Regions from separate parts of the Oryctolagus cuniculus genome. Here region 1 is linked to region 2. The links are chromatin contacts, called in public Hi-C maps. All regions are on one chromosome and are shown on one strand. The core of a region is the stretch at or near the end of the contact, and the rest is flanking DNA. Distances in the headings are between cores, read along the strand shown.

Evidence for each region. A called contact is a pair of places that touch in the nucleus more often than the background predicts.
Region 1: a Hi-C map of an unstated tissue shows a contact between it and region 2, with 4 times the contacts expected there. The contact joins the enhancer-like site here to the promoter of TSPAN18 in region 2. A contact is called at or near these places in 2 of 6 Hi-C or Micro-C datasets (ear pinna and an unstated tissue).

What each region holds. Positions count from the first base shown.
Region 1 is chr1:21,086,257-21,090,670 of mOryCun1.1, forward strand. It overlaps CD82 (CD82 molecule), which reads right to left. Exons shown (of 10, transcript XM_070071327.1): 8 at 4,137-4,340; 9 at 3,948-4,031; 10 at 792-3,712. The coding sequence ends at 3,635. Among named protein-coding and RNA genes, the nearest start is that of CD82, 46 kb to the right of the region's middle. Within about 2 kb of position 2,360, at least 1 of the 8 cell types and tissues checked has an H3K27ac peak or open chromatin away from gene starts, as enhancers often do.
Region 2 is chr1:20,994,761-20,999,323 of mOryCun1.1, forward strand. TSPAN18 (tetraspanin 18) reads right to left here and starts at 1,570. Exons shown (of 12, transcript XM_051852548.2): 1 at 1,552-1,570.

The sequences.
Region 1 (4,414 bases), core at 1,110-3,609, 92 kb after region 2:
TCATTACCTCCCCACCAGTCCCTCTGCCCTCTGGTTCCTGCCCAGCCACCCCCCACCCCCGCATCCTGCCGGAAGCCCCTTCCTGCCCCAGAGGCTGCTGTTTGAGGCATCGAGGCAACCTTGGGGGGAGGGGAGGGGTCTTGGCTCTGGGCCTGGCATTCCGGAAGGCAGGTGCCGGGGAAATGACATCAGTGGGAGAGCCAAGGATGGGGGAGTGTCTGCTGAGGGCCCCCCTGTGCCAGGCTGCACCCAGACTCTGGCCTGCCCTGGGGGGCTCATTCCTGGCCTGGGAGAGCCGTCCCTAGGGCCCAGGCGACAGGTGACATCACAGGGTTCCCACGGGGTGCAGATGAGACGGCGCAGGTGCGGCAGTGGCCCCAGACCCAGGTGAGCAGGCCCTGCTTTGATTTCAGCTGGGAAAGGGCTCCCCCGGGGGTGGGGGGGACTGCTGGAGGGGGAGGGGCCTGAGTGATGGCTGCCCCGCCCCCTTTCCTGTTTGCTCACTTGCTGCTCATTCTTCCACTTCCTTCCACAGGATGGGGCCTCAGCTGGGCCCCAGGGGTCTCCCGGCACAGCTGGGTGTGGGCTGAGCTGGCAGCCATCGGGGGTCAGCGCTGTGGGCCCTGTGTATTGGCGGTGGGGGGGAGGGTTGATGTGCGTGGCTGTGCCGTGTGTGTCCAGGCTGGTATGCGAGATCCCCAACGCTCAGTGCCACACCTGCATCACGTGGGCAGGGGCTTGGGCCTGGTCAGTGCTAGGGTCTTCCTTTTGAAGTTTGTGAGACCAACACATTTTAAAAAAAAAGATTCATTTATTTGAAAGGCTGAGTTAGAGAGAGAGACAGAGAGATGATCTCCCATCCGCTGGTGTGCTCCCCAGAGGGCTGCAGCAGCCAGGGCTGGGCCAGGCCAAGCCAGGAGCCAGGAGCTTCCTCTGGGTCTCCCACGTGGGTGTAGGGGCCCAAGCACTTGGGCCATCCTCCGATGCTTTCCCAGGCGCATTAGCAGGGAGCTGGACCAAAAGTGGTGCAGCCGGGATTTGAACCCGCGTCCACATGGGCAGTGGCCTAACCCATTCACCATGATGCCGGCCCCCAGGGCTGGGTTCCTAAGAGGTTAGAACTGGGCCTGGCACAGGCCTATCAGTTCTGCACCGGGTGAATGAATGAATGAATAAATGGATGAACCTTTAATCCAGGGGTTTGAGGACCCCAGCAAACAGCCAGACATTTGCCCGAGGCAGGACTTTGTCCTGGGGCAGGGGCAGGAGGTGGCGGCAGCCCCAGCCCGGGGAACAGCCCTGATGGCTGGAAGCTCGTGTCATCAGTGTCTCCCCACACCCTGCTGCTCTCAGCCCAGGGATCTCACTCCCTGGGAGACCCTGAGCCTTTGACCTTGAACCTGGGAGACCTTGCCCACCACGACCACCTGCAGCTCAGACAGAGAAGAGGGACGTGGGGGTTCCCCCACGCTGGGACGGATGGGGCATCCCAGTCTGCATGTGTGTGTGTGTGTGCACACCCGCAGTGAGCAGCAATGCTTACGCACAGGGCCACGACAGTTACTGAGCCTGGCCTCTGTACCACCTCCATTGTCTCTGCAGCTGGGAGCACCGTGGGATGAGCGAGGCACAGGGAAACACCTGGTGCAGCCCGGCTCTGGGTCCCGGGGCGCCTGGCACATTGCAGTGGCCCGCAAGCCTACATGTGCTCACACATTCGCTTTGCCCCATTGTGCTCTATGTGTTAACCCATATATTTCCTTTGTGGGGTAAGGCAGGTTATAGACGAACCACAGTGGGAGTCCCAGCCTGGCCCCAGCCCCTGACCCACCCCGGCCTGGCCCCAGCGGGCTGTGCCTGGGGGTCAGCCGCCCTCCCGCTCCCCCTGCAAGTCTCTGGGAAGAAGTGAAGTAGGTTCAGGTGGGGAGAGCGGGGTGACCTCCTTGCTGAGTGGAAGGTCCTCGGCCAGGCCCCAGCTGCACCCCAGAGCTCTCCAAGGAGCCAGTCTGTGGCTCCGGGTGCCAGCTGCCTGAGAAGCCGAGCCGTGGGATTCAGGAAGAGCCTCGGGGCTGAGCAGTGCCCGCCTCCTCCCCATTCCAGATCTGCTGTGTCGGAATCCCGAGCCCTGGAATCTGCACTTTTACGCCAGCTCCAAGTGGGGCTGCCAGGGTGCCTGCCCGAGCCTAACGCCGGAGCTCTGCCAGGCTCCTAGACCAGGGCAACAGCGCCCTCTGGTGGTCCCTTCTGAAACACCCTCGTCCGCCGTCCAGCCAGCCTGGCCACACCCAGGAGGCAAAAGTCCCTACAGCGCCCTTCCCTCCTGCTCCTCTTCCTCCAGGGACCCGGACAGGGGAGAGAGGAGGATCGAGCGGAGCAAGAAACCTCCCAGATTTTAGGACCCTGGGCAGGGGGCACGACGGGGCCCAGCCATACCTGCTGTGCACAGAGCTTCCTCGGAGGCCCCCGGGTTCTGCACACCTCACTCCAGCCTGTGGCTTTAGTATGAACATGTTGGCTCCCCCCACATCTGTGCAAAAGCCAGATGCTCTACAAAGGTAGGTCAAGTTCATCCTGGGGCCTCACTGCCCACCCTAACCTTGCCAGCCCACTTTCTGCACGCCTTCTGGGGTCACCTGCGCCCCAGGGCCAGAAGCAGCTGGCTGAGCGCTATGCTCTGCACCTGTCCCAACACCCAAACAGACAAAGCCCAGGCACCGGGGCGGCAGGCGGGCCAGAGCCCGACCACAGTGCTCTGCGTGTAGCAGCCTGGAGGCGGCCGGTGAGACCCTGGGCCAAGGCCGTCCCTCCCCCCACTGCTCTCACCCTCTCCTCCGGGCAGCAGGTCCCCTGTGTCTCAGGCTGGATTGTTACAAATCCGCTTTAATAGTCAGTCTGCAAGACTTGAGGACGGTTAACAGAACTGTGCACTCACGGCCCCGCACTCACGGCCCCGCCCCCACGGCCCCTCCTGGGGCGGGGGTAGGGGTGGGGCAGAGGACAGCTCACCAAACCAACCGGGAGAAGGCAGACTTCCCTCTTGCCCTGGGCAGCTCTGGGCCACGCCCCCTGAGGGCGCACCGTGTGCAGAAGCTGCCCAGGCCAGGTCCCTTGGGGCCCGGCCCGCACAGTGTGGCCTGGGGAAGGGGATCTGCCACTGGATCTCAGGTTAAGCCCACCCCCGCCCCTCCCTTCAATAACAAAGTGAAAAACCAAAGGTACAAGTGTCGGAGTGGGAGCCAGGACCACTTGGCCAGTGGGCAGTCCCCTGACCCCCGGGTGGGGTGGGGTGGGGGCTTCCCCACCCTCCCCCACCCTTTCCCTGGGTGACAGCCACCTCCCGGGAGCAGGTGGACATCCAGGCCACCTGCACAGGGGCGCTGCAGGGGGCCTCTCTGCTGAACGGCCAAGAGGACCCTGGCAGGCAGTGAGAAGAGGGACCACAGGACAGCCGGAGCCACAGCCAGCAGCAGAGAGGCGGAGGGAGAGGACCAGGTCCCAGGCAGTCCCCAACCTCCAGCCAGGGCAGGAGAGGCCTTAGCAGTGAGGGGGGAGGGGGCTTGGGGGAGGGGGCCGGGGAGAGCCCCGGGGAGTCCTGAAGGCGCCGTCCCAGCCTGGAGGTGGTGACCCAGCCGCCTCAGTACTTGGGGACCTTGCTGTAGTCCTCGGAGTGGATGTGCCGGCACAGGCACACGGACAGCAGCATCCCCAGGAGCTGTCGCGAGAGGCGGAGAATCAGCCCGGCGACCCGGCCGCCCACCCGCCCGGCGCCCCAGAGCCCCGCCGCCCCCTAGCCTCGCACCCGGGTTATGATCTGGATTAAACCGGACACGACCACTGTGTGACGCAGGCAGCCGGGGGAGGCCCAGAGAGGGACAGCGCCTCATCTGAGGCCGCACAGGCCGCTCAGCGGGGGGGTGGTGGTGGGAAGCAGTGGGGGAGGGGCCAACCTCGATGACGGCGACGCCCACACACACGCCAAGGATGACGCCCAGGTTCTCCTGCAGCCACGCCTGCACCTTCTCCATGCAGCCCTGCCGGGGAGAACACGGCCGCGTCACCCTCTCTCCGCCACGGGGCCACCCTCGCCCAGGCCGATGGCGGCCCCGAACACCCCAAGGGAGGAACCCCGCACGCACCGCCTGGTACACGGGCCAGTCCTCCGGGCTGTTGCCGCTCTGGGTGCTGTTGCCGTCGGCCTGGCAGAAGCCCTGTCCCACCGGCAGCCCGTCGTCCTCGCCCCCCTTGTCCTCGCAGGAGCAGGGGTAGGTGACTTCGGTGTGATTCATGAGCTCGGCGTTGTCTGTCCAGTTGTAGAAACTGACCCAGCCGCAGCACCGCACCTGCGCAGGGCGGGGACAGGCTGCTTCACCCTCTGCCCGCCCCAGGGCAGCCCCCCCCCCCCGGGAGGGTTTAG
Region 2 (4,563 bases), core at 320-2,819:
CTCTGGGAGCGGGGAGCCGGGAGCCGGGAGCCGGGAGCCGGGAGCCGGGAGCTAGGGCTCGCCTTCCCGGGCGCGCTAGGGCCGGAGAAGGACGCCCCCTGGCGGGATCCCATTGCTCTCCAGCCAGCCGAGACCCCGAGCCGACGCGAACCCACCCCAGCCAGTCAGCTCTCCCGGCGGACGCCCCCCAAATCCGCCCCGGCCCTAGCTCCGGAGCCACCCAGCACCACCACCGAGGCTCCACGTCCCCAAACCGCACACACCTTGCAGCGCATAAGCGGCGCGCGGGAAGAAAGCGTGGCTCCCCCAGCTCGGCTCGCCCCGCCCCACCCCGCTGCCAGGGACCCCGGAGGCAGCAGCGTGCGCTCCCCGGACCCTATCCCCGCTCCGGGTCCCCAGGCCCCACCCGTGCTCCTGCAGGGTGGCGGGGCGCGCAGCCCCTCCCTCGGGCACAGCGCCCGACCTGGAGACCACACCTGCCACCCCACACAGTTTTCTGGGCGCCTCCACTGGCCCCGCACGGCGCTCAGCGCCCACCCGCGTTGCACCTGTCTGGGCTAAGGCCCCCGCCCGCGGGCGACTCGGGGCACGGGTGGAGCGAGAGCGTCTCCCCTGCCCCACTCCCCCACGCTAGTTTGAGTGGAACTTGGATCCCTGGGACCCCCCCCCCCATACCCCCACGGCCCCACCGGCTCCAGCGCTTTCCCCGGGGAGCGCGCGCGGGGTCTTCAGGTCCCCGGGGGCGCCACGGCGGAGCGCACGGCGGGCCCGGAGGTGCGCAGCCCCCTACCTTCCAGCGGCGGCGGCGGCGGCGGGACCCCGCGCCAACTCCTGCGGGCGGCCGCGGGGGAAACTTTCCCGGGGCGGGCGGAGCGGCGCGTCCGCAACTTGCTCGGCTCGGGCTGCCTTCCCGGCGGCGGCGACGCGGCCGGGGATCCCGCGGCACAGGCGGCCCAGCTCGCTCGGGGCTCGGGGCTCGGGGCTCGGGGCTCGGGGCTCGGGGCTCGGGCCCGGGCTGGGGCCAGGGCTCGCGCGGCCTCGTGCGGCTCCGCGCTGGATCGCTCGGCGCTGCGTCCGCCCCGCAGCCTGGAGCCGCCGCGACGCCGGCGGCAGCTGGAGCCGCCCGCCCGCCCGCCGGCCCCACCTCCCCGCCGCTCCGTCCCTCCCTCCCCTCGCTCCCTCCCCTCCCCAAACCTCCGCCCCTCCGGGCTCCAGCAGCCGCCGCTGCCGCCGCCGCCGCCGCTGCCGTGGCGTCTCCTCCGCGGGCTGCCCCTCGCCTCCTGCCTGCCGCCGGCTCCGCCTTCGCCCCGCGCCCAGGCCTCGCTCGGGGTGGGGGAGGAGGAGTCCCCCGAGACCACCCTCTGCCCCTCCACACCCGACCACCTCCCCACTCTTCTCCTGGCCCTTGCTTCGCCTGGAGTCGGAAGATCGGCTGGGCGAGGGCGGAGAGCGGCTTGCTGGCCCCCGAGTGGGATCTGGAAGAGCCGGCACGGCAGAGCGGGGGCGGGGGCCTGCGACCCCTGGCTGGGCTGCCCGCGGCGCTGCAAGTACCTCCGCGGACAGTCGGAGCTCCTGCAGGCAGGGACTGACCCCAGACCAGCGACGACGCCTTCATTCCGAGGGCCCGGGCTGTGTCTCCCACCGCTGCGTCTTGGGGGGTGTGGGGGCTGTCTTGTCTTCTTTGTGTTACTGCCGCGGCCACACCCCCTCCCCAGCCCGAGACACTGGGCTTCCCGGGGACATTTCACTTCTGGGAAGTAGTGGCCCAGCCCTAACCCAGACAAAACAGCGAGTCAGAACAGACCGCCCCCAGGGATTGCGCCTGGCGACCCCCGCGGAAGAGAGGGGGCTCAGGGTGCCCGCTCCTCTTCCCTCGGCAACTCCGAGTCCCAACGCTCAAGCCTCCGCACCCATTCCCTGTGGGCCTGAGCGCTCATAGCACACAGGGGTTCTGTGGGCAGCCCCTTGGGCCCGCTGATTCTCACTAGGGAGTGAGTGACTGATGCGGGCTGAAGAGGCTCCTGTCTTGGAAGTGCTGGTTAGTGATGTCAGGCCACGGAGCCGAGTTTCCAGCGGCCGGAAGTTGCTGCTTTTCCGTGCCTACATTCCAGGAAACAGATTCCTTCCTGCAAGGACTTGGGGGGATGCCTGGGTCGTCTTAGGAACCCTCACTGAGACACAGGGGACGTGGAGAGAGGCTGGGAGAGAAAGGCCTGGGTCCCCAGGTTTTCAGGGTGCCCACCGTGAGCAGCGTTTGTGTCTAGTAGCGGAATTCTTGTAAAGTAAGGACAGGGACCAGGGGGTCCACTCTCTGCGGCCGGCCGTTTGAGAGCTGATCCCGCCCACCACCGACCCCCTGCCGGAGCTCCCGGAAGGGCCCTCTGCCTAGGCCTCCGTGGATGCCAGGACCCAGCAAGCTTAAGGAGGAAAGAGCATGATCCTGGTGAGGGTGCTGGCGGCTGGAGGCTGAGGTCAGACAAAGCCAGAGGAAGGAAGGGAGGGAGGGAGGCGCTGGGGGGGGGGGGGTGTCCGGAGGTTGTTAGCGCTGGAGGCGCGAATGGAGGCGCTGGGAACTCACAGGCCAGGCTGGGAGGCTCACTCCTGCTCAGCCCTTGGCCACCTGCCTGCCTCCACGGAGGGGGCACCAGGCAGGGCCCCCTTCTCTAAATCAACTCTTATCTTATTTAAATGAGCTTGCTCTTTTAAAAAAAAAAAAAGAGATATGTTATATCATGACCATAAATGGAAACTCAGTATCACATTACTATAAATAGCAAGTAACCATAAAAATAAATGCAATGAAAATAAAACGGTGTTATTAAATTCTAGCGATGTATCTTTAACCACAATAAAAAACATTCCAGCGAGATCCTGCTACCCTAGGAAGGCGAAGAAGGCGCTGAGACCTGGGCCCCACTCTCTGGAAGGGACGCATCAGCCAGGGCCAAAAAGGGGTGCTGAAGACTCAGCCACGGGCTTGTGGACAAGGGTGGGGAGAGAACTGCCAAAGACCCCTACACCCACCGAGGGACCCCCACACCCAAGGGAAACCCACACCCACCAAGAGATCCTACACACCCATCAAGGGACCCCCCATACCCACCAAGGCACCCCCACATCCACCAAGGGACCCCCACATCCACCAAGGGACCCCCACACCCACTGAGGGATCCCACATACACCAAGGGACCCCCACACCCACCAAGAGACCCCCACACACACCAAGGCACCCCTACATGCATCAAGAAACTCCCCACACCCACCAAGAGACTCCCACACCCTCTGATGGACCCCTCACACCCTCTGAGGGACCCCCACACCCACCAAGGGACCCCCACACCCACTGAAGGGTCCCCACACCTGCTGCTTGCCGAGTCAGTCGGGGGAGACGTCTGGTGTCCATGGTGGAGAATCACGATTCCGTGTGTACTGTGCAGCAGTACTCCCAGAGCTGAGTCCTTCACAGAAGGCGGCAGCTCCTGGCAGCGAAGGAAGTGCCACCCTCTCACTCGGTGATGAGAAGCTGATCTCTCCTCTGACCTCAGTGTTTCCACCTGTACAATGGGTCATGGGCAGATGGGCCATAGCCTGCCTTTGGCTATTCTGTAATGAAAGCAAGAAAGGAAGCACAAGGCTGGGAAAGGGACAGAGGGCTGGGGCTGGGGACGCGGAGCTGGGAAGGCCAGGCCTGAGCACTGGAATCCGGGTTGGCAAAAACCCGGAAGTGGCCTGGGGCCTGGCCCAGAAGGTTCTAGACTCCCCCTTCCAGAAGGCAGCTGGTGGGTAATTCACTGTAATTCACTGCCGCTTACAGATGTTGAAACCGAGGTGAAAACAGACGAGAACGCCACCAGGGGTGGAGAGCTGGCGTCTGACTCGTGTCACCTGGCCCCTGCTCTTGGAGACGTACAAGCCATGGCGGCTCTCAGGTTCTGGAAAAAAAGTCAGAGTTGGCCTGCAAGCCCCAGATGTGCCAGAGGTGGCTGGGGCTCAGACCCCCCCCCCCAAAGGTCACAGCATCTGTACACGGGCATGCTGGGAGCAAACCCAGCCTAGGAGCCAGCAGACATGGATTCCAGCCCTGGACATCATCTCCCTTCCCTTCCTGGCTCCCTGGGCCTCGGCGCCCCCATCTGCAAAATGAGGCATTCAGACAAGATAGGCAGATGGAGCCCAGAAGCCCTGCTCCCGGGATATTAAGGAGCAGGGCAAGGGAGAGATGTGTGATGGTGTCTCACAGAAGATTTTCGGGAACCCTGCCCTGCCCTTAAAGGGTTGAAACCACCACTGGCAGGCATGGCCTCTGGCCCGTGACGGTAACTCCACGCGTGATTAGACCGTGAGCCCCCCAGGGCTGGCGCCCTGCCTCGTTCGGCTCTGAGACTCTGGGGCTGGTTCTGAGGATTTCATTGACTTCTCGCGTGCCCGTCACTCACACTCCCAGACGCTTTCCCAGGTGGGCAGTGTGGGGGCTGGCGTGTGGCCTGACCCATGTGTAGGGAGCCCTTTGAGGCGCTCTCTGCCCACATTGGGTTCGAGTCCCAGCTCTGCTCCTGGCTCCGG